Linked DNA regions of Pan troglodytes: region 2 is linked to region 1. Evidence: chromatin contacts called from public capture Hi-C data. All regions are on one chromosome and are shown on one strand. The core of a region is the stretch at or near the end of the contact, and the rest is flanking DNA. Distances in the headings are between cores, read along the strand shown.

Region 1 (6,097 bases), core at 1,887-4,386:
GGGCTTCAGCATCCTTCGCTTGCCTGTACATTCGCTTTCTTATTTTATTTTATTTTATTTTATTTTTGAGACAGCGTATTGCTCTGTCATCCAGGCCGGAGTACAGTGGCGCGATCTCGGCTCACTGCAACCTCCGCCTCCTGGGTTCAAGCAATTCTCCTGCCTCGGCCCCCCGAGTAGCTGGGACTACAGGCACACCCCATCACGCCCGGCTAATTTTTGTATTTTTAGTAGAGATGGGGTTTTACCACATTGGTCAGGCTGGTCTCGAACTCCTAACCTCAGGCGATCAACCCACCTTGGCCTCCCAAAGTGCTGGGATTATAGGCGTGAGCCGCTGCGCCAAGCTTGTACATCAGCTTTTTGTCCTCTGGAAATGTGTTGAAATTTCTTGTCTACTGATACCCTTCCATGCTTTTTTTGTTGCATGAGTTTATTCCTCTTTGTATTTCTACGTTGTCATTTCATTGGGGTCTCAGGAGGGACACGAGGTAAACACATATGTTCAGTATGTCATCCTGAACTAGAATAGCCAGGTTTTGGTTATGGAAAATAATAATGCTGAATGTTTTTTGTCTAAGCATACATTTTCATTTCTCTGTGTAGATATTTAGAAGTGGATGTATTTAACGTACTGAGTAACTGACAAACTGTTTTCCAAAGTGACTGTATCTTTTCTACATTCCCACCAGCAATGTATAAGGATTCCAGTTCCTCTAAATCTTTACCAGAATTCGATATTTTCAGTTTTTCTGATTAGAGACATTCTAGTGTGTGTGTCATAGTATCTCAGTATGGTTTTAGTTCGCATTTCTTTAAGCACTGATAATGTTGAGCAACTTTTCATATGCTTATCTGCTATCATAATATATTATTTGGTGAATTATCTGTTCATATCTTTTGCTCAACATTTTGAATTGTCTTTTTTTAATGGAGTGATAAGAGTTCTCTATTCTGATGCAAGTCCTTTTTCAGACACGATTTGCAAATATTTAGTCTCAGCTTGAGACTAAACTTCGCATTTTCTCTTTTCTTTATTTTTTGGAGACGGAGTCTCACTCTGTTGCCCAGGCATTACAATAATAAATTTCCCAATATTAAACCATTCTTCAATTCCTAAAGTAAATTCTATTTAGCCTACTCTTTTAATATGTGGTTAAAATATTTTTATAATATTTTGTGATTTTACATCTATATTCATAAAAAGATCATAGCTTCGCATCTTTTTAAAGGTTTTTATCTTTTGTCATTAAGATTGTTCTTGCTTCATAAAATGAACTCAATAATTGTCTTTGTTTTTTCTGTATGTTTTAGTACAGCCTGAATAGCCTATGAATGATGTATTATCACAGAATTTAAAGACATTTACTTCTAAAGCCCCTTAAGACTAAAATCATGGTTCTCAAATCTAATTGCATATTAAAATCACCTGGAGAGCTTTAAAAACTCTCAATGCACAGGCCACACCCCTGATAAAAGAATTCAGAATCTCTGATGTAAGGATTTTTAAATGCAAAATAAAATGAAAGGCTCAATAGTTTATAAAGTTTGTGCTAGATCTAATCTTTTCTGGTTTTGTCTGTAATTGGTCCAATAGTAAATATTGATTCATCTGTAATTGTTCTGACATCAACTAATGGTGTCCATAGCAATAGCACTACAAGCTAGTTTCTCTGCCTTTATCTTGCTTTAATTGTACACAAAACTAATAAGGCAAAGCACGTAATATAATAACTATTTTAAAAGCAAATGAAACAAACTTTGGAAGGTTAAGTGGCAAAGCCGCTTGACTCCCATCACTTTGGCATTTCAATCAATAATAGAGTCTAAAGACCAAACAATAAAACAATGGTTAACATAGAAAAAAAGAAATATGAGTTCATTAACTAACCAGGAGATCTTATTTCCAAAGAGTAAATCTGATTACATTGTTCCTGTTTAAAACCCTTCAATGGCTTCCTTATGCCTAAAAGGAAAAAAAAAAATCCAAATTCCTTTGTGTGGCATAAGAGGTTCTTTGTGTAACGCAAGATCTGGCCCCTCATCACCTCTCCAGTCGTATTTCTCAAAAGACCTCTCTTGCTTCCTATACTCAGTCATGCAAAATGTTCTGCAATGCTCTGAATGCCCTGGCTTTTCTTTTCCTTTTTGTGCCCATGTCTGTGCCCAAGTTATTTGCTTTTTCTGAAAGATCTATCTTTCAAAACCTTCTTTTCCCTCCCTCCCTCCAATCCTGTTGACCAACTTATCTTTTAAAGTCTGATTCAGTTTCAGGGCCATCTCCTCCGAGACCTTCCTTCCTGACTGCTTCTCGAGTTCCCCTATAAAACAGTGACTGCCCAAAGAGCAGCAACAGTTTGTAAATCATTCCATTCATGCTGCCTAGAACAAAGCTGCAGTTGTGTTTAATAAAGGTTTATCAAATGGATGAAGACTGGTCACTATTAGTCTTGACCCCTTCTATTTGAAATATGTGAAATACACAAAGTAAAATATAATTTCTGATAGGGGCTGATATCAGGAACTGTAGGAGATCTGTCCATTGAATCCAAGGTCTTACCTATTAAATCTCTACTGTGGCCAGTCTGCGCTCCTGGATTTTCAAGGGGCTCCGTGGAATTGGGAGGCTGATGAAGCTGGCGACCACCCTCCGTAAGCATGCTGTGTTGGTGATTCCAGTGCTTACTCCTTTCCTCAAATGTGGTCATAAGAAGTCAGGAAAGTCAATATGCTTTCACTAGGAAAAAAGGAGGAAAGCCTGCTTTAGTTGGTTGTTACATTTTTGATGAGGCGAAAATTCAAACAAAACTATAACCACAAGGACCATTAATTGTTCTTTCCTGTTAATAACCATAGTTAGCCAATTGGATTGTGAGTGTGTGGCATGCTTGTATTGTGTATGTGAGTAGGGAATGCACGTGCGTTAAAGTTCACATGTGCTTAAGAGCTTAGACACACCCGCAATTTGCAAGACAGCTTCATGTCCTGATGTGGCCAAAGCTGTGTAAGAAGCCTGAGCTGTAATTACTCCGCACAAATTTACATCCTGGGGTGCTCACATCATCCTGTGGTCTGTATGCTCTGTGGCTACACACCTGGCTGAGAACAGAATTAATGATGAGAAACGTGCCTGCTTCTCTGCATAAAAGATGATGTCTGAGTAGAAGGTCGCCAAGGGAGGATTAAGAGCAAGAATGCGAGAATGTGCTCAGGAATCCGTGCGTGAGATGATGAGCTTGTGAGCTGATGTTGATTCTGTGCAGTTCCCAGTGTCTTATTCACAGGCAAGATTTTCTTGCTCATCGTTCAGCCTTCAATGTTTTAAGCAAAGATTTTTAAAAAGATCTAACAGGAAACGAGGAGCTGCAGTGAAGCTTGGGCAGTCAGTTCGAATCTGAGTAAATATCTGTCAGATTGGAGAAGCGCTGAAAGCATTAAGATACTTGGAGATTTCTCTTTTTCTTTGGCAAGAAGCATGACTGAGACAGGTAAGGGCTAGGAATTCTTCCGGATCACTCCCTCCAACAATGGTCTTTCCTTTGAATTTGCACTTTGGAGTTTGACACAGATTAGTGCTTCCTAGTCCTCTAACTGTAACACATGCCTCAGTTTCCCTTCTCCGATAAGATTGCAATATCTTTGGGTGCAGAAAAAAAAATAGTTGATCCTTTTCTTTGTAGCCCAGCAAGTTCCAGGCACATTAGAAACTGATTAGAAACTGGTACACAAGTGTTACTTGCTTAATTTATTATAAATGCTTTAAAAATGAGGTAATGACTATCATTGAAAAATAAAACCAAACTGTGAAGAACTTCTCTCTTCCTGTTAGTGGAGACTTTCCACATAATTTTTTTTTTTTTGGGAGGCAGTGGACATGTTGAGTTTTCAATTGAATATTTTGCTGCAAACAACTTAGGAGGAGAGGAAAAAAGAAAACGCAAAGCCAAACAAAGCTGGTATTTTTCAAGTGCTCATTAATTTCAAAACCACGGTGTCTTTCATTGATTTTTTACCATTAAAAAGGACAGCAATGCCCATCTGCTCAAAATTCCATCCAGAAATGAAATTATGAATTAAAGCTGTGTTACACATGTACAATTGAGACATCCTCTGTTTGGGCCTGCCAGATGACACACTGAAACAGCCTGGGGTCTGCGCTTGGGGTGCTGCCAAGGAAGCAGATACACGGCTGATGAAAATCATCCATCATTTCAAATCAGAGGTACCATATTCCTGCAGACTCCTGTTATGAACAATCTCATTTGATCTTATATTGGAAAAAGCTGTCTTCAACACTCAGGCCTGGCCCCAGGCACAACGAGGCAGATGGAATAGGAATCTCTCATTCCATGCCTGCATTTGCCGGAATTCTAGGATTCTGTCAGAAGTTTTCTTGTATGAGCCTAGCCTGACAGGATTAACTTCACTGAGTTGTGCTTCAATATCAGTTCTTACCTCCTTCAATTTGTGCAAAAACTCTCATGGAGGACAGTGTTCATCATTTTTTCACTTAAAACCATATATATGAGTCATTATATAGAGCGATTCTTTTTAGATTCAGTTTCTGGGAAAAAAATTAAAAAGTCACATGATCTTTCTGTCTGCTAATGATATTATGCACGTTGCTCTTGTCTCTATTTTTGCCTTGGCCTCCAGGAAGCTCACAGCCACGTTTTACACTCAAATACAGAAATAATATTACCATATGCTAGTATTACCATATTTGTGATACTCTTTTCTGTTGATCCTTAGTTTCCATTTCCATTCTTCTTTTATTAAGCCTAACACTTTTTTTGTTGTAAGCTATATCAAAATCATTTTGGAGAAAGGCCAGGCTTATATAAATGATAAAGCATAAACATCTTTTATTTCCCAGCTAAGTGGTTTGTGTTTTAGAGTATATACTTTTAGAAGAAACAGATTGTTTCTTTAAACAGATGAGAATCAAATATCTTGCTTCTTCATGAAGTTAACCACAGTTAGATCATCCACATTGACACAGATGCCTGATAAAAGATCAGGATTGCGTTTGATAACCAGGTTTCTCTTACACATTCTCAGCAGCTTTCAGTCTCTGAAGTTTTTAGTCTTCTTTATTTACTACATTAATCTTGAAAGTAAACAAGGTTCTTATCTAAAATTAATATTTTAATATTAAAAGAATTTATTAGAAAAGAATTTAATCTTTTAATATTTAAAAGATATTAAATAAGTTTACAAAGACAACAGCAACTAAGAATGACCATGACTGAATAGAGCAAAACTGTAATAAAATACAACAAATAAAATAAAGGAATATATCCGTGAAATGTTAAGAAAGGCACTGGCCCAGATAATCAGCACTGAGACTCCATCTTGGGTTTGCTTTAAAGCCTCTAGCATGAAGCTGATGGCTGCCCAGTCATCTCAAGGGGCAGCACTGTCCCTTAGGAGCTTACAGTTGAAGCCGACTAGGCAACCCCTAGCCTTGGGCAGAGCTGAAACTCAGCACTTACACACAGGACTGATGTTATAACTCGGAACACAGACTCCTCAGTTTCCTTTGATGCTTTTTTTCTGAGGGCCACTCACATCCGTCTTCTGTCTTCTTTCATGATCCTATCTTAACAATCATGTAAACTCAGTCCTTTATCAGACACTCAACAGAAGGAGACTTTGTCAATTACTGGTGGAGAGAGTGTCCTAAAGAAGCTATCCATGAAAACAAGGGTGACCCGGCAGGCTTCACGAAGCCTTCACGAAGCCAGAGGGCAGGGGACATCCACTCTCACTCAGGACACCCTTGTGGCACTCTGTGCATCACCCTGCACAGCTGCAACTAGTTAAGCCCTTCTGGGCACCATGTGTTTCCGTGACCTGCTCTTCCTGTGTCTTGTACTCATAATTTTTTCCCATCACATCACATGATCCTGCAGTTTCGGGACAATGCTGACTTCCTCTGCCATCCTCCGCAGCACACAGTGGGGCTCCTGCCACCCTGGGCCTTCTTGTGTCCTAGCTGAGCTGTGGACGGCCCTGCTCTCCCACCGGATCCTCCTGGGTCATGGAAGGATTCTTTGGAGAAATGATCAGCTTCCTTACCCACCACCTGTGCGCC
Region 2 (6,763 bases), core at 3,136-5,635, 410 kb before region 1:
GGGCCTTTGAAAAATTGTCCAAATATAAAACTGTTTTATGTTTTTAATTATTGGGATTTGGATTGAGTTGAAATAAATAAATGTTATTATTTATTACAAACCTGTGGTACTAAATTATTTATTACAAACCTGTGGTACTAAATTATTATTATTTATTACAAACCTGTGTACTAAATAAAATAATTATTATTATTTAGTATAAACCTGTGGCTTTCACAGGTTTGTACTCTCTGAATAAAGGAATAAGCTCTTACATGACGAGCCAGTCATAATTGTCAGTCAGATAGATGTTTTGCCTGATGTTTGCCTTAATATCTGAGGATATTAAGCTCCTTGTTTAAAACAAAGTGTGTGTGTGTGTGTGTGTGTGTGTGTGTGTGTGTGTTTTGAAGAAACTTTTGGCAGTGAGGCTGAAAAAGACTGATTTATTTAACAAAAAAAACCACAATTTTTTTGTTAGCAATTTTTATTACCTGTTATAACCTGGGGCTCATTTCCTTTATAGGCGAGTGGCTGAACTGTTTATGTTTGATTTTGAAATTAGTGGAATCCATCTAGACAAAGAAAAGGTACATCTTTCTGCTGTTTTTTTGACTCTTCCAGTTTTACTGACATTTAGTTGATACCATTATTGCTACAGTCCTTGTATATATTGCTTGAATTTGCATATTGCAAAAACGTGCAGGTCTTTTATCTGTTATGAAATTCTTCTATAGATTGTATTTGAATGTAGTCCCCTCTCTGGAAGTTGACCTATCACACCATGATAATTCAGAATTAAGACAGACTTGAGCCAAGTGGAGTGTTTTAGAAAATCATGGAATTAGGATGAGATAGGCAATATCAGGAGAGACTGGCAAGTGAATGGGAAAGCTGATGTCATTGAAGATTGGTAGTACAGGGAATATCACATAAGACCTTACATAAGTGTATTTATTTATATTATATGTGTGTTTGACTGATGGAACAAGCATAGATTACACAGTGTTTACACTGGGATGGAGGCATTCTACCTAGTCCATCCCCTTCATTTTACAGATGTGGAAACAAGACAAAGTGATTTGTTCAAGTTGCCATCCTAACTAACAAATGGACAGTGTTCTTAAAATTTCTAACACTGGCCACTGTTCTTTCTAGCACATAACATCCTGAGAAACCAAGTTCCTCATTTCAGTTGTAAATTCAGAGTTGGAAAAACAGGAGGGACTTGACACCATTGGAAGTTCAGCCTGCCCCATAGTCTCCCCCACTCACCTGTAGTCTAGACTATTATGGCTTTTTGTTTATTTGTTTTAAACAGTAATACATTTTTCCTAGTAAATATGGTAGAATTAAACCACTTACCTATGAAGAGATTAAGTTATCAAAATATCTGGAAAAGTAGAAGGCAGGGCCTTGGAAATATGTATCACATACAATAGATGTTACCATTTTGATAGGTGCTGAGTTTGAGTAATGCTGTAACCCCTCACACATCTGATGAGTTTGTGTGGCGTTAAAGGCTCAGCATGTGATTCCTGGTCTGACCCTGAGCCAGGACGTGCCTTCCCAGCAGCCCATGAGGCTTATGGGCTCTACTGTAAACTCACATTGCCTAAAGTGACCACATTTGCCGCTTTCCAAATCAATTCTTCATTAATACTTCCCTGTAAAATAAAATTTGGGAGTTAGTTGTATTCTTTCCCTTCCTAATATTGTCATATCTTCTAACCAAGTCCTTGCATTGTTCCTACAGTCCTGCATCTGTCTGCATCCCAAAAGCAAATCACCTTGATTCTTATCACCAAACACCTGGGCTGTTCTAAAAGCCTCTGTCTTCCTAACAGTGATTTAACATCAACTGAGTATTTGCTATTTTAAATCGTATGTTTCTCATCAAATCCTCACAACAACTTTGAGCTTGGTGCTACTATTATTCCTGGCCTTTTTTAGACTAAGGCTGTAGAAGTTGTGGGACGTTATTTTATAAGCCAGACAGACTCCAGAGCCTGCATGGCCAGCATGCCACCATCCTGCTGGTCAGTTTTCCCCATCTGTGAACACTGGATTAGTTTTCATAAAGTATTGATTTGTTACTCTCCTGCCCAGAATCCTCCTGTGGACTTCCCATTGTCTAGTGAAGTTAACATGTAACAAAGAGCTCACACTCGTGGCTGTGCTCCGGCTGTCAGCCCCTCATACACAGTGCCCTCCCCCATGTGTTGTGTGCTGTCCTCCTCCTAGGCCTGCTCGCCAGAATTCCCTGGCTGAAGTCCCCATGAAGGCTTCATCCTCACACCACATTGCGAAGCTTTTATCAGTCCCCCAGGTGGAATTTTGTATTCATCTGAACGTATTTTACTTATTTCAGTCATGTGGCATTCTTCTTTACCTTTTGTTGATGATGATGCTGTTATTGTTGTGTTGCTTATCTAAATTCTGGGCTTACAAAGGATCAAGAACATGGATCATGTTTTTTAATGCATATTAGTTTTGGACTCAATAAAAGTATTGAGTGAACGTATGACAAATCATAATAATGCTAGCTATTATCAAATTTGATATCTTCAGAAGGAAGGTTGCTAGTAGAGAATCCATGTGAATAGTTTTAGTTTTTATGTATCCTCATGAAGGATGCTTTTGAAATTTTGCTGACAAATAATATATGTTCAGTTTCACCAGCATAGACATTGCCGCTTTTATCTAACATATTATTACAGTGTAGCTCCTCTTTCCCAGGGAGCAGCTCCCAGGGAACCCCTCAATATTGAATATGCAACTAAAGTAAACCTGCTCAGTTTTTGCCTTGTAACTTCCATGTTTGTTCTCAGAGGTGCTCCGCTAGGACAGGATATAAAGTAGACATGTTCCATTTTTCAAAAGAGAGACCATGAAATAAACCCACCAACAAAATCTATAAATCATCAAAGCCTATGTTCTTTCCAGTTGGTTTCTTATTTATTTATTTATTTATTTATTTTTTGAGGCAGTTTCACTCTTGTTTCCCAGGCTGGAGTGCAATTGGGCAATCTTGGCTACCGCAACCTCTGCCTCCCGGGTTCAAGCGATTCTTCTGCCTCAGCCTCCTGAGTAGCTGGGATTACAGGCATGTGCCACCACGCCCAGCTAATTTTGTATTTTTGGTAGAGACGGGGTTTCTCCACGTTGGTCAGGCTGCTCTCGAACTCCCGACCTCAGGTGATCCACCTGCCTCAGCCTCCCAAAGTGCTGGGATTATAGGCGTGAGCCACTGCACCCGGCCTTAATTTTTAAGGTCTCATACAAATATAACTTATAAGTTTAAATGTAATAGAAACGTTTATTTTTAACATTATTTAATAACACAGAAATTTCATAGAATTTTTGAAGAGTTCAGATTATTGTACATTTCATTGTTACCACAGAATGATGAAGTGATATGCCTGGCAGATCATTGAAGTTGGCATGAACTCAGTTTTGATTTTTCCAGAGATTTTATCAGTAGATAAAATCTTCAAAGTAGTTAATTTTATCACATTTTTTTTTTTCAAAGTAAAAGTTTTGAAGACAATTTTGGAACTGTAATGTGATTTCAAAATCTTGTTCATCTTTTTTGTTATTCCACTTGTTACCATTAGGTGGTGATAAATGGCCATATCAGAAACAAAATAAGCAAAGAGAAATCTGGACTGTAAGGAAATGGGAGTCTCCTAAAACTTTTTTCCATGAAATTTGAATTTTCTATATTGAAATTCTGGGGATATTGATATATACTCAATTTTTTCAGCATCTTATCAAGCATGCCTCTACATCATCTATGTTTATCTTTAAAAAGTATATTAGTATTGTGGCTTAATCATTTTTTAGGAGCATAGAACAGTTTAGAACCTGTTAATTGCTATCTCCTCTCCCAGAAAGATTTGTGTACACTTTCACCTGAAGCCCAACATGAGCCCAGTGCGGGGCCTGTCTAGTTTTTTGGTAACCAGTAACTGAAAATTCATATGCAGAGCCTGTCTAGTTTTTGAGTAACCAATAACTGAAAATTCATATGCAGAGCCTGTCTAGTTTTTGAGTAGCCAATAACTGAAAATTCAGCCCTTCTCCTCCAGTCAGCCTGACTAATTATGTGGTTTCTAGTTTATATTTAATCTTAAAGCATTTATGGCAACCCCTTTGCTAATACACGTTTTCTCAGGTTATTGTGTATTACAAAGATATGACTGCAAGATTAAACCTAAGCAGATGTGTCCGCACCATCCACGTCCTCATCACTGACCATTTGAAGGCCTGACAGGAGCAAGGACCATGTGCCACATGGCAGGGACACAGAGTAGAAGAAAGGACCATGCCCTGGGGTTCCAGTCTGCTTCTTAGACTTCACTGTATCATTCTGTAGCAGCTCAAGCACATGCAAAATCAGAACTTTTTTCCCCCCTGAGACAGGGTCTCGCTTTGTTGCCCAGGTTGCAGTGGTGTGATCGTAGCTCACTGAAGCCTTACCTCCTGGGCCCAAGTGATCCTGCTGCCTCAGCCCCACATAGGGCTGGGACTGCAGGCGTGTGCTACCACACCCAAAATCAGAACTTTTAAAATGTGCTTCCCCCTTCTGGAGGCTCACTACACTTTTGCAAATAACTGTTTTTTTGTTTTTTTTTTGAGGCAGAGTCTCCCTCTGTCTCACAGGCTGGAGTACAGTGGTGCGATCTCGGCTCATTGCAACCTCCGCCTCCTGGGTTTGAGCGATTCTCGTGCCTCAGCCTCTCGAGTAGCTGAGATTATAGGCACGCGCCACCAAGCCCAGCTAATTTTTGTATTTTTGGTAGAGATGGGATTTCACCATGTTGGCCAGACTGGTCTCCAACCCCTGACCTCAAGTGATCTGCCCTCCTTGGCCTCCCAAAGTGCTGGGATTACAGGCGTGAGTCACTGCACCTGGCATGTGTTTTTCAATGTTGTTAATTTCAACAATTAGTTATATAACCTAGACATAAAATAGAACTAGAAGTTATGTAAATCTTAAAACATAGAAACATCAGAAAACCATAAGTATGATCTTTTTGTTAGAATATTAAATATCTGTTAAAAGTAAAATTAATATATTATTTATAATATAGTAACTATATTCATTTTGCTAAACTATTTAATATTTTATTAAATGATAATTCAACTATATATGTTGATTTGACATATTTATATTTTGTTTATTAAATTGTGAAATATTAATTCAAAACGCCTTTAAATAACTTTTACTCCTCCTGCATACAGCGTAAAAGAGCAGTGGACCTCAATGTTAAAATCTTGGATTTGAGTAGTACATTTCTTATGGGAACCAATTTTCCCAACAAGATTGAGAAGCATCTCTTACCAGAACACATTCGTCGTAACTTTACATCTGCTGGGGATCATATCATAATTGATGGTCTCCACGCAGAATCACCGGATGACTTGGTATGTATGTTTCATTCTCTTTGTTGTTTAGGTCCCATTTGTGTGTTGCTACTGTTTTAACCCAAAATTCAGTGATAATATAATAGTATCCTTAAAAACTTTTTAGCATTACTAAGCCCTAAAAATTTAACTTGTGGAATTATTAATGCCATAAACACTTTAAAGAATGAAAATGATTTAATTACTTATATTTCATACAAGACTCCTTATTTTTAAAGTATGATTAATAACACCATGAACTGACATTCTAGACTACAGAGACTTTTAAATTCATGCAGCCTTACTTCTGGTTAAGATGCTTTATAGCATAGAGATCCACGCCCTGGGTAGAGGTTTGCCCCACCGTACCTCAGAACAGTACCCTAGAGCTGCAGTCAAGTATGCTGTTGCATCCCATGCTATTTTATGACTCTGGAAGCTTTATGGCCTCGTGTAGACCATTGCTTTATTTTGAAAGCAGTGATCATCTGCAGATCAAGTGGTGAGCATGAGCCTGTGTTATTGTTGCATAGGACTGTGTGATGATATTTATAGCCTTCACCATTTACTTTTTAAACGTAGGTGCGAGAAGCTGCTTATAAAATTTTTCTTTATCCCAATGCTGGTCAATTGAAATGTTTAGAAGAATTGCTCAGCAGCAGAGATCTTCTGGCAAAGTTGGTGGGGTATTCCACGTTTTCTCACAGGGCTCTCCAAGGAACGATAGCTAAAAATCCAGGTAAGCCTGTTTATCCAACATTTAAGGGCAAAATAGGATTTTTATGAAACTGAGCTTTTGATTTTAAATAGCTGTAAATTAGTGTTCTATTTTTAACACATGTAGAGAACCATTTATTGAGTTTTTCTATGTATTTTTATAGGAACCATTTTTAAATAGAGCTAATAATTTGGCATAATTCTGTCCAACCAAAGAATTTTATTTGATGTGAATGTTGAGAGTAAAATCATAACCTAAATTTTCATTTTGATGTTAGTCTAAATTGTTTTCATTTTAACCCAGTTTCTGTGCTGAATTTGACAAATTGGTTAGAATTAGGGTAAGAGAATGAAAGATCAGTATGTTTACTGAGGTCAAGGTTAAATGTAGGTTAGGTCATATAAAAAACACACAGTCAGATAAGCTTCCTTTTCAGAGAGAAGAGTACTGCTTAGGAAGGTTTGTGCTAGGTGAGGTGTTACGGAAGTGTGTCGTTGGGTTTGTCATAAACTTGCCTTGTGCTATGTTGAGTTCCTTATGATTCATAATGTCTAAGAGAGAATGTTACACAATAATAATATAAATGTACATAATATGTTTTTTCAAAAGCATTTATTAACTTACAGTTGTAATTTAGGTGGTGAGTCAGGAGTAGGG

The links. Capture Hi-C pulls out chosen DNA fragments and counts their contacts.
Region 2: a contact with region 1 is called in a capture Hi-C map of stem cell-derived neural stem cells, with 8 times the contacts expected there. The contact joins two enhancer-like sites. A contact is called at or near these places in 4 of 7 Hi-C or Micro-C datasets (blood, induced pluripotent stem cells and stem cell-derived neural progenitor cells), 1 of 1 datasets of contacts at active chromatin or transcription factors (stem cell-derived excitatory neurons) and 1 of 1 other capture datasets (stem cell-derived neural stem cells).

What each region holds. Positions count from the first base shown.
Region 1 is chr14:22,655,795-22,661,891 of NHGRI_mPanTro3-v2.0_pri, reverse strand. LOC129136803 reads right to left here. Exons shown (of 4, transcript XM_063792168.1): 2 at 5,496-6,097; 3 at 2,561-2,737. Among named protein-coding and RNA genes, the nearest start is that of SACS, 36 kb to the right of the region's middle. Within about 2 kb of position 3,136, at least 2 of the 24 cell types and tissues checked have an H3K27ac peak or open chromatin away from gene starts, as enhancers often do. A contact at or near this core is called in stem cell-derived neural stem cells, where this site is marked.
Region 2 is chr14:23,062,858-23,069,620 of NHGRI_mPanTro3-v2.0_pri, reverse strand. MIPEP (mitochondrial intermediate peptidase) reads left to right here. Exons shown (of 19, transcript XM_024348473.3): 5 at 506-569; 6 at 5,227-5,409; 7 at 5,971-6,127. Among named protein-coding and RNA genes, the nearest start is that of MIPEP, 18 kb to the left of the region's middle. Within about 2 kb of position 4,385, at least 1 of the 24 cell types and tissues checked has an H3K27ac peak or open chromatin away from gene starts, as enhancers often do. A contact at or near this core is called in stem cell-derived neural stem cells, where this site is marked.